Regions from separate parts of the Mus musculus genome. Here all the other regions are linked to region 1. The links are chromatin contacts, called in public promoter capture Hi-C maps. All regions are on one chromosome and are shown on one strand. The core of a region is the stretch at or near the end of the contact, and the rest is flanking DNA. Distances in the headings are between cores, read along the strand shown.

Region 1 (3,828 bases), core at 691-3,190:
AGTTCTTACTGGTCCACAGGGATAAACAGCAGAGAAGGGGGTGCCAAGCCCCACCCCTTTAAACAGTTCCTAACTTTTTCTGTGCCTGGGGTTTCTAAGGCAAGCTTAGGCAAGGTCTACAATCTTCTGAATGTAGTTTCCTTCCCCAAGATCCACTCTGAGCAAACTGTCCTGCAGCCGCACGTCTGGGGGGAATAAATCCATCCTTCACAATGTTGCTGCTCATCAGATCAGAGTAGGGCTTGGCCTCTCAATCGCATGCCTCCTCCTGTCAGCGATGTGAAATATTGCCGCTGAAGGATTTAAGAGTCATACCCAGGTCTCAGTTTTACTGTTGGCTTAACTCATTGCAGTCAGTCAGGCACAGGCTGAGTTGCATTTTGGGGACACGGAGGTTCTGTCTCCTAGAGAACTACATAATTCTAGACTGCCCATTGGAACTTGGCAATGGAATGTGAGCGCTCAGGGTTAAGACTCCTCAACACAAACACAGGGAAAAGCATGATGGGAAAAGAGTTGTCTAAAGCCCCCATCTCTGCCTAAATACCATTATGGTTGTCATCAGTAGAATTGACATCTGTGGGTTCTACGCCCTGATTTGCTGTGGAACTTGGGTCAGGAGAGCAAGCAACATCCATCGTTCTGCTGATGGCCAGGTCTCTGTCAGGCCACGTGGACACTTTTGTGCAACTCGTGTTGGAATGAAATATTAAATCCTTTTCCTCAGAAGACCAATCACCACACCCAAGAAGATCATCCTGAAAAACCTTCGGCCTTGTACATCAAGGGCACAAGGTTCTGCTTACAGGAAAGCCAACTTTGGGACAGAGTTTGTAAGGTCACAGATGGGGTGAATACGATTTTTCTCAACCTGGGATGTGAGGTGCAGGGTAGGGAAGAGACCTCTGTTCCAGAAGAAAAGCAAGCGGTAGGCAGAGGAACCCGGGTTCTTGTTTTATACCCTTGACCCCTTGCTATGCCACAGAACTTGAACAAAACCCCAATGTTTGGGTCTTAAACATCCCACAGTTTATACAACTCCAACCTGGTAGAGACTTGGGCTTCTGAATCTATAATTAGTGGTTTAGGATTTGGTTGGTTTTTTTTTTTTTTTTTTTTTTTTAGTTTTGGGGAAAAAAGTGACTGTAAGAATGACTACTTCTTTGTTTAGGCTAAGCCCCTGTGCATTGGGAGTTAAACTGCAAACCTCATGACACCCCCTTCCCTAATTCAATGGTTCAGGAAGGGTACCAATGTCCAAGTCATAAGAGCGGCTTGAGCATGCCAGGCAGTGGGAAATGAGCGGCAAAGCTGCAGCATTAGCCACACATTAGCATCATGCTTAAGTTGCTGTCTCCATCACTTCCCCTGCACAGAACACACGACCCCGGTGGCACCCCGGTGCTCGTCTGTGCACTGGGCTGACTGTGCAGCTCTCTGCAGCCTCCGTTGCATGCCAATTAGTGGTAAGTACAGGAAGCATGCAGTTTAGGCTAGTGATTAATGTGATCCTATGAACACGATAGATGCCACTTACTCTGCGTCATCTGACACAGGAGTTCTGGGACCGTATCTACAAGATCAAATACAAAATTAGAGAGGGCTGGCAGAGAGCGGATGCTGTGACCAACCTGGAAAAACAAACTGTGGGAGAAATCAGTTCGTGTCTACCAAACCTTTTTTGCTGGTCATGCTGTAAGAGAAATGTTGTTACACAATTAGCAATATTCATTAGCTACTTAAAAAAAAAGCCAAAATCAAAGCCTTCATATTTCCAAAGGGTATAAAGTTGCCATTAAGACCCAGAAGAGAAATCAAAAAAATCCCATGCTGCCCACAAAGAAAACTCTGTTTAATGGAAACACAAAAGCTTGGGGTTAACTCACAGTATTCGGAAAAGACAGCCTAAAATGCAAATACACTACAGTTATTCGCACACACATGGCTCATGCCCCTGTGTTGGTGTAATGGGCCGTCATGGACATGCAACATACATGAACCCTCACTGAGCTGCTCTGATGTGTTAATGCACAGACAATATCAAAGGCTATTCCTACGGGTTTTCTAAGAGCAAATCAGAACTTCAGCCAGAACTCCAATCAGTACTTTCCGCCTGCATTTGACAGAAACCACAATTCCTAGAAAACGGGTCGTCTTAATCAAAACCAGACTCAGAGGCTATCCCACAGCTGGAAAAAAACAAGGTTTGTCCTGATCTTTTCTATTCTCCTGCTAATCTGGGTTTACAAAGCTACATCCTCGGCAGTATGATTATGTGAGGCCCAAATGAAGCTACACAGTAGAAAAGATCTGAAGGTGAGAACATCACTGTACAGGAGCACGCATCTGAATGAAAAACTCCCGTGATCAAGCATCCCTGCAGCAAGGCACTGTCTTCTTCTGCTCCCAAAAGGCTGCTCACTTCTCTCACTTCTGTATTCTTTTCTTTTCTTTTTTTCTTTTTTCTTTTTGGTTTTTCGAGACAGGGTTTCTCTGTGTAACTCTGGCTGTCCTGGAACTCACTCTGTAGACCAGGCTGGCCTTGAACTCAGAAATCCTCCTGCCTCTGCCTCCCAAGTGCTGGGATTAAAGGTGTGCGCCGCTGCCGCCACCACCATCCGGCTGTCACTTCTGTATTCTGAATGCTGTAAGGAGACTCTATCCTGCTTCTAGCTTCCAGAAACCACACCTGGTCAGCAAAACATTACCTTGTCCCATGATCGGTAGCCTATCAGGTAATTTCTGAATGTTTCTTCCTATAATTTTAGAGAAATTGCCCCAACAATGCATGAAAACACACACACACACACACACACACACACACACACACACACTCCTTTCTTTCTTTCAACTTTCATCATTCTAGAACATTCCACATTTATTGACAATTATTATTTCATTCATAGGGAAAACCTGAAAATCAAGACTGCCTTTGCTGATAAGAAGAAGGTAGTTAGCACTTGGCTTCAAGGGGCCTTTTCAGTTATCAAATCTGTGGGTAAGACCCCAGCTTTCTGTTGGAATGGACAAAAGCAAGCCAACCAAAGGACTGTGAGAAGACTGTGCTGGCAGAAGACACATTCTGTTCTGCAGGGGCCACTCCCAAAAGGTACTAGTTTAAGCAGGATCCTCAGTGTGCCCCAAATGCCCCAACTGTGAGGCAAGTGACGCGAGGACTCTTCCCCACTAGGGAGGGAGCATGAGCAGGGTCACTTCTGAAGCCTGGATACATGGATTTTAGTCAGTAAAAAGGCCCACTAGAGCACTCATATTCAAATGCGGGGCTTGCTAAACCATCTTTGAAAGAGAAGTTATTCTTGATGGATAAATAATGGAGAAATGGTTAACTAACAATTGTGTGGCCTCGTGTCTCTATTTGGATATCCAGTTAGTATTTTATCGAAGTACAACACAACTCGGAACTCGGAGCTTATGGTGCACACACAGTCTTGTCCTAGCTAACTGTTAGCTTCGGGATGGATCTGAACTTCAATTGTTTTCTTCACAGAACAATGAAACAGCGTTCAAGGAGGTCTCTGCTGGTGACAGATTCTTCCTAAATTCTGAGTCTCACCCTGCAAGAAGCTTTCTGGCTGTTCTCCCTCGGCAGTGGCTGGAGGAGGCCCCTGAGAGGTAGTTTTGGGATACTGGCAAGAGCAGCAGACTCTGAGGATCGCCTTCTGTGCTCCGTTTTCTGTGCGCTCATGGATCTAAGGCGTTTCCTCGTAGATGGATGTGTTAGTTTTAAGGACCACAGATGTAAGAAAGACTGTCTTTGCTGATTAAGAGGAAGGTGATTAGCACTTGGCTTCAAGGGGCCTTTTCAGT
Region 2 (3,828 bases), core at 513-3,012, 230 kb after region 1:
AGGGGAGGATAGGGGAGAGGAGGAGGGCATTCCATGAGCTTCCATAAAGAGTCTTTGCTTTCCTTTCTAAAACTTGAGTTTGTGGAATAAACTCAACAACTCTCTAATGAGTCTTAAGCACAAAACTGTACATCTTTTAAGAACCGAGTTGCCAAATTGATGGCTCACACCTATAACCCAGCACCTAAGGGGCTGGGCCAGGAGGATCACAAACTGAAGGCCAGTCTGGGCTGCCTAATGAAACTCTGTCAAAAGAAGAAAACAAAATAGAAGGGAAGTGGGGGGAGAGGAGGGGAAAACATGGGAGGTAAGGGGGAAAGAGGGGAGGGGAAGGAAGGGGAGGGGAGGGGAGGGGAGGGGAGGGGAGGGGAGGGGAGGGGAGGGGAGGGGAGGGGAGGGGAGGGGAGGGGAATATTGTCACTAACATTTAGGATTAAAGGAAACCCACTATCATCTTTGCATTATCCAGGATATTAAAAAAATCTGAGTTATCAATTTAATCTCTAGTCATTCGTATTTAATCTGTATTCAAATAACATTCTTAATCAAAACTGGCTTTGCACAAAAGAAAACTTGTTCACATGGATTTCTTAGCAAAGAAATCTAGCTGGGCGTGGCGGCACATGTCTTTGGAAGGCAGAAGCAAGTAGATCTCTGTAAGTTCAAGGTTAGCCTGATCCACAGAGTAAGTTCCAGTACAGCCAGGGCTATATAGAAAACACTTGTCTCGAGAAAGAAAGAAAAAAAGAAAAAAACCAACAACACAAAACCACCACAGTGGACTAGAAACAGATGTTCAACCCGTATATCCAGATAAGAATTCCTCACTTGCCTGCTTATCATTAACAGATGAAGGAAATGAATTCATTAAAGAAATAAAAGCCTGCCAGGCTGGAAGGGAGCCAGCTCACACAGTTATCCACTGCTTCAGAGGACAACCCAACTCTTCCCGTTTTCAAAGGGATAATAAGCAAAAGACACTGAAGAACTAAAGAGAAAACTTGAAGAAAATGTAACAGAGCTCTGGAGAGCCAGGCCAACGTCCTTGTCAGGAGAAACCTCCCTTTCAGCAGTTCCTGATCACATAAACCCAGAGTGATGCCTTGAATGGCTTTTATATATTGATTTTTTTATTTTTGGTTTTCATTATGTAGATGGAGCTGACCTCAAACTCACAATCCCCCTGTCTCTGACACCATCATGTGCTGCATGCCTGTGTGCATGCTGTCTCTTAAATTCCCTATTCGTCTCCAATTTCAATCCCACTCTCAAGCTTATAAAGTTAAAGGGAAACTCTGACTTTGAACGACTCCCAGTGATGTTTGTTGGCTTTAACAATAACGCTATATGAGATAATCAAGAAAAGGGGCCGTCAAACTGAACCCATCCCAACCCAAGACCAAACTCAGCCCATTTACTCTCCCTGCTTCAGCCCTGTGCCTATCACCCTTACAGGCCAATATGGTGGCCCGGTGAGTACAGGCGCCTGCCACCGGGCCCAACAACTGATTTTCACCCCAGAACCTACACAGTGGAAGCAAAGAACCAGCTCCTGCTAGCTGGTTTCTGACCACCACATGTGCACAGTGTCACATGTGTACCCACACACGTGTAAACCCATGCTCAGTCTCCAGGTGCAGGGACTCTGGACCAATCAGGAGAACAACTTCCACACCCATCCTCCTGCCCTCAGCTCCCCTTCCCTCGGAAACTGACCCTCTAACACACCCACACTTCATACCGAGGCATGCAAGATCTTCACAGATAGCCTCCGAGCCTATGGTGTCAGCCTGGCACGCACTCCGTACTAACTCGAGATAACTCACCATCCCTCAGGTTTGCCTCAGTTTTGTTCACTGATTCGGCTACCCGTCCCTCTGTAAAGCAACTCAGAAAATCACAGCAAAGCATGCAATCTATTATCATAAGTCCTAATCTTCTGATATCCACAGCTGGACAGTGATCGTGACTTTCATCAAACGCACTCACAGGCTAGAGCAGTGCATACAAACCAGGACCGGCTTTGCCCACCATCCTGTGGGGCATTTGATAATGTCTATAGTTGGGCTTTGGTTGTCATATATAACAAGGATGGCACTAACATCTCTTTTTTTTTTTTAAAGATTTACTTTATGTATTTGAGTTCACTGTAACTGTCTTCAGACATACCAGAAGAGAGTGTAGGATCCCATGATAGATGGTTGTGAGCCACCATGTGGTTACTGGGAATTGAACTCAGGACCTCTGGAAGAACCACTGAGCGTGATGACACGAGGTGCTGTAACCTGGAAGGGCTGGAGAGATGGCTCAGCTCTTGAGAGCACTTCCAGAGGTCCTGAGTTCAATTTACAGCAACCACATGGTGGCTCACAACCAACCATCTATAATGGGATCCGATAACCCTCTTCTATACCTAAAATAGATAGATAGATAGATAGATAGATAGATAGATAGATAGATAGATAGATAGATAGATAGATAGAGATAGATGGATAGACAGACAGACAGACAGACAGACAGACAGACAGACAGACAGATAGATAACTCTTAAAAAAATTCTGTAGCCTGACTTGGAAATGGAGTGTTAATTGATTCTGCTACAATCTATTATCATAAGTCCTAACCAGCTCCAAGGGAATGGAAGTAGACCCCCTTCTCTACTGACAAGAGCAGAAGTCCCTTAATCCTTCTCCCTCATTACCAAATTTGGTCATGTGTCTCATCAGAGTCCACCATAAAACACTGATTATTTTGTTCCATCGCATGACCTAGGGATGAAGTTGTTGGCAGAAAGCATGACTGTATTGCCTGGATACACACCTCTTTACAGACCCCCACAGAAAGCATAATTCAAATGACTTTACATCTTGCATCTGCCAACATCCCCCCCCCCCCCCCCGTGTAGTCCATTGGCCTGTTTAGTCATCTGTAGGCCCCCACCCTGCCTGCACACTGGAATCAGTCAGAGACAGCTCTCATGAAACAGCCTTGCCCACGCCCTGATCCAGCTCACTCCAGCTGAGAGCTCCCAAAGTCATTCTAACATGCAGCCAGGATAGAGAACTGGCTGAAGCCTGCACAGCTAGGAGACCAGAATGACTACCTCAGAGCATTTCAAAAAATAAAATGCAAGAAACCCAAGGCCCTGCAAGATGCTGCTTAAACAAAAAGTTCCAGAAGCCGAAGGAAATTCTGAGCAACATGAGTTCAAATGTGAACAGTGCATATTACCAGTGTGTCACGTTACTGTATCGGATGCGATCAGAGGACAAGGGTACTTGTATTCCTGTATTAGCTTTGTTGATATTTGCTGTCATTACTCTTCATATCTCTATAGTGAAAGTCACTAGCCTGTTTTGTAAAATATATCTAGGGGAAACAATTCACATTCCTCACTGTTTAAAAAATGAGTTTATATTTATTGTTGTATCCTTCATATATGAAACATGATATATGAATAGTTACACTTATAATTGCATGTTGATTCTGTTTTTCCTGGTGGTAGTTTCAAAACAGGTCCACAAAGCCTTTGGTCCTCCTCATGAGATCTGAGACCCACTTCCTCATCTGTTGAGGGCGGTCTGTGCTTGGAGTCTCACAGTTAAGGGAAACTGTGCAGTTAATACGGAGACACCAGAAGCCTGAGGCTGGGCTGTAGAAGACACTGGCTTCCCCCTTGCTCTGTTGAATCAAGTGCTCAAGGGAGGCCAGGTATAAAAAAGGACAACAGACAATGAGAGTTACGGAAAGCCTAGCCAGAGAGGCCCAGGATCTGCCCAGTAGCTGAGGCCTCCTGCTTACAGCTACATGGATGTATATCATCTTAGA
Region 3 (3,828 bases), core at 548-3,047, 190 kb after region 1:
GATTCCCATCATCCGTGAGGAAAAGACAGCAGCAGCATATGACTGTAATCTCAGCACTGGTGAGGCAGACGCACGGGGATCCCTGGCCGGTGCTGGCCAGCCTTAATCAGTGGTTAGCACTGGGGTCAGTGGGAGATTCTGCCTCAAAAGATAAGCTAGAGAAGAAAAAAAATATTGAAGATGCCATATCGGTTTCTGATTTCCATATATGTACACACACACACACACAAAGATATTTACACACAAATACTTATCATACACACATTGAGAGAGAGAGAGAGAGAGAGAGAGAGAGAGAGAGAGAGAGAGAGAGAGAGAAACACTGAGTCAATCTCCCTTTACAGATGGAGCATTAAGTGGCTGACTGAAATTCACACTCTGAGTATCTTCAAAGGGGCAAACTTATTGTCCAGCCTTTGATCTTAGACCTCGCGCTTTCTCGGCTTCTCCCATCGCCACCAGTTAGCTGCCTCCATTTCAAACTGGTTCTCTCCCTGATGGTCCCTGGTGGCCTGCTGGTTAAGGTTGGGCCCTGTCAAACTGGTCTCATCTCTTCTTTGTGCAACTATATGTTTGTGGGTAAGGGATGCGCATACATGCATTCCTGTACGTGTGTGTATGTGCCTGAACACATAGAGAAGCTCAAAGTTGAAATCAACTATTTGTTGAAGCCAGATCCCTGGATGAGAGCCCACCTATTCCAGTTAGTCTATGAGTCAAGCTTGTCCTGGGCACCGCCTACTTCTGCCTCTAAAGTGCTGGGATAGCAGGCAGCCACCGCACCTGCCTGGCTTTTCCATGGAAGCCAGAAACCCAGACTCACACTTGTGTGGGCAAAGGCTGTATTCACAGAGCCACACCCCCTGCCCGGTGCCTCTGTTGAACTTCTTGGCATTAATCCCTCCTGATGGTTTCCTACTGCCATTTCTCATTGAAAACAATTTTTACAGTGCCGACTATATACCAGGCACCATTCTAAGTCCTTCAGAGAGAGTGACGCATTTCGTCACAGTGACCCAGGACAGGTTGCAATTGATGCCATCATACAAAGGATACACAAGGAAGGTAAGGCACATACACAAAGCCCCTCCCTCATGTCCATTCTTCACTACTGGGTCCAACGTGTCTCTCTCTACTACTGTATTCCCCCTCTCTTCCAAAGATCAGGCAGATCACATTTCCCCCATTTTAAAAGTGACTTTGGACAATCTCAGCTCCAGAGTAACCTGTTCAACAGCTAAGACCACCCAAGGAAAACTGTTTATTATCCCCCACAACACATTTAGAGATGACCTCCGCCCCCTACAATAGCTGACTACATGGAAGGAAGAGGAAGCCAGGCGACTATTCTTCTCTTTCATGCAGACTCACCATTTGGTGGGCAAACAGGACGAGAAGCAGAGCAGAGCCCCCGAGGACCAGACAATGAGGCCTCAATTAAAGACAAAAGCAGAAGCACGCTGGGTTCCCGGGGATGATGGATTACACCCTAACTGGGGACTGAGTTTGTTTGTACAATCGAAAGAAGGAAGGAGCCCTGTTTGGGTGAGATAACCTTCAGTCTGGCTTCTGTTTTATTTTTTTTTGCTCTGTATTTTTATAACTCAGAGTCTGCCTGAGCAGAGGTGCAAGGTCTCCCAGCAAATACTCGTCTGTGCAAATGAAGAAAAATAAATACGAGGCTGCGGCTCTGGGACAGACCCCGGCTGCCCTCTTCTTCCACTTTTTCAAGGAGACGAACACACATAGACTTCCAGAACTGTCTGACCAAAGGGGTGGTCACTGCATGGGACCAATTGAGTTCTTGCCTGGGCTGGGCAGAGGTCAGTAGGGAAGGAGGGCAGGAGCAGTCTTTCAGACAGATAAACATAAAACGGCCCATTCTCTAGACCCTTTTGGCAAAAAGAAAGCAAAAGCCATTCTTGATGTGCTTGGAGACAAACTCTCTGTGGTGCTCAAATGTACATGTGATACCACCATTCTGTGAGTGAGAAGAAAGGAAACAGGCAGACAGGCAGACCCTAGAGGGTTTGTGAAAGAAGGGTACATGGAGCAGAAATAGCAAAAGAAACTCTGAAAAACAAACAAACAAATAAACAAACGATTAAGCAGCTCCCCCTCCTACCTTTCCAAGAAATACTCAGATGTAAAATGGCTGACATCTGGTCACCATCTCTGCTCACTAAATGCTTACACATTTATCAATTCTCCCAACTTTAATTGTGTTTCTTCCTCTGCCCCTGAACTGCATCAGGCTAGAGGGATTAAAAACTAACAAAGGTTGAATGCCCTCGATCAAAATATCCAAAATGTTCTAATACCTGACACTTTCTGAGTGTCTCCAAGACAACTAGGGGAGAACTTCACTCCTGGCCACCTACAACAGGTCACATTCAGACAGCTTATCATCCCCAAATGAAAAGGGGCTCTCCTGGACTCTGTCATCTGTGATAAACAAACTTGTCTCTTATACAGAATGATTTAAGATATAGAAAATTATCTTTTTGCCTATATGTAAAGGTAGGTGTGTGTGTGTGTGTGTGTGTATGTGTAGGCTTGGGTCTTATGCTCATGTGAAAGGGCTGAGGGAGCCAGTAAACTGACTACTTGTGGGGCGAGCATGAGAACCTGAACTTGGATCTCTGGTAGCCATGTAAGAAGCCTGGCAAAGTAGTGCACATCTGTGCACATCTGTAACTTTCCCATTTAGGAGGTGCAAGGCCCTGGGGCTCACTGACCAGCCAGGGTGACAGACCTGTGCACATAAACATGCAAACATGCACACAAGATATCTATGTGTACACAGCCATACCAAAATCTGCAATCTGAAATATCTGTAGTCCCAAATGCTTCAGATAAGAGCACTCAACCTCTGATGCCACATCCATCTCCAGCCATGGGGAGCTAAGAGTTAACTGGAGTTTCACCAGAAACTTCCAGCAGGTGCTCCTCTGTGTACCAGGTGTACCAACGGATGTGTTCCCTGCTTAGCTTCTCACCTCTAATGAATATTTCAGATGAAAGGCAAACCAACATCAATTGCTCAATAGCCGTGAACTATAAACAGAATGGCCTAGATTTTTCCACTAATTTCAACAAAGCTGAAGAAGTTGTTTACACAGACCTGTCAAAGTGAACTCAGGAGTGGGGTGGCTCATCTGAACACTAATGTTTCCGTGCCAACCAAAAGTCTAAGAGGGAGAGTCCCCGGGAGGAAACGACAGAGCTGGCTGGAGGCAGCAGCAGTGTGCGCTGGGTGGGCTGTTTAGCTCCGGTCAGAAAACAATCGTTCCCAGATAGTTCCTCCACAATGCATGGAACCTTCAACAGATTGCACTAAGTGAATTGCTCTAAACACACACTGTTCATAATGGGAAACTGCCAGGTTCAAGCTCATAATAAATTTCACTAATGTTTCCTATGGTACATGACTATGTATACACACACACAGAGAAAGAAAGAACTAAGAGTAACATGAAGTTAGAGGAATCTTTGCACTCTCTCAGATTTCACAGCAGCCTCAATTCAGAGCAAAAGCATTCACACGCATTAACATATTCTTTCTCAGCCACACATCCAGTATTTAGCTGCCCAGCAACCCAAGGGCTCCAGACGGCAATGAAACTAAAAATCTAAGCGTCTGCCTATGTGAGCAGACTCCAAACAGAAAAACCTGCAGCATAAACAGTGAAGGCCAAAGCCCTGGGCTATGAGTAAGTGTCTATTTTTTAGGAATGGCAACTAAGTACCCAGGTCCACACCCACAGACACTCAAAGCTGTAGGAAGTAGCACCTGAAAGCAGGTATAATTGAGTAAACATAGTAACC

Evidence for each region. Promoter capture Hi-C pulls out the DNA fragments that hold promoters and counts their contacts.
Region 2: a contact with region 1 is called in a promoter capture Hi-C map of cranial neural crest. The contact joins two enhancer-like sites. A contact is called at or near these places in 9 of 39 promoter capture datasets (3T3-L1-derived adipocytes, the C10 cell line, the HPC-7 cell line and 6 more), 4 of 484 Hi-C or Micro-C datasets (the N1E-115 cell line, bone marrow-derived macrophages, myocytes and 1 more), 9 of 115 datasets of contacts at active chromatin or transcription factors (craniofacial prominence, embryonic basal ganglia, embryonic forebrain and 6 more) and 1 of 9 other capture datasets (pancreatic islet).
Region 3: a promoter capture Hi-C map of the C10 cell line shows a contact between it and region 1. The contact joins two enhancer-like sites. A contact is called at or near these places in 8 of 39 promoter capture datasets (the C10 cell line, the HPC-7 cell line, cranial neural crest and 5 more), 4 of 484 Hi-C or Micro-C datasets (bone marrow-derived macrophages, cerebral cortex, cranial neural crest and 1 more), 7 of 115 datasets of contacts at active chromatin or transcription factors (craniofacial prominence, embryonic basal ganglia, embryonic forebrain and 4 more) and 3 of 9 other capture datasets (adipose tissue, embryonic stem cells and liver).

What each region holds. Positions count from the first base shown.
Region 1 is chr5:66,990,888-66,994,715 of GRCm38.p6, reverse strand. It overlaps Limch1 (LIM and calponin homology domains 1), which reads right to left. Exons shown (of 26, transcript NM_001001980.3): 9 at 1,538-1,573. Among named protein-coding and RNA genes, the nearest start is that of Gm33040, 6.7 kb to the left of the region's middle. Within about 2 kb of position 1,940, at least 3 of the 459 cell types and tissues checked have an H3K27ac peak or open chromatin away from gene starts, as enhancers often do.
Region 2 is chr5:66,765,260-66,769,087 of GRCm38.p6, reverse strand. All of the region lies in intron 1 of Limch1 (LIM and calponin homology domains 1), which reads right to left. Among named protein-coding and RNA genes, the nearest start is that of Limch1, 21 kb to the right of the region's middle. Within about 2 kb of position 1,762, at least 9 of the 459 cell types and tissues checked have an H3K27ac peak or open chromatin away from gene starts, as enhancers often do.
Region 3 is chr5:66,798,115-66,801,942 of GRCm38.p6, reverse strand. The region is part of intron 1 of Limch1 (LIM and calponin homology domains 1); the gene reads right to left. Among named protein-coding and RNA genes, the nearest start is that of Limch1, 54 kb to the right of the region's middle. Within about 2 kb of position 1,797, at least 22 of the 459 cell types and tissues checked have an H3K27ac peak or open chromatin away from gene starts, as enhancers often do.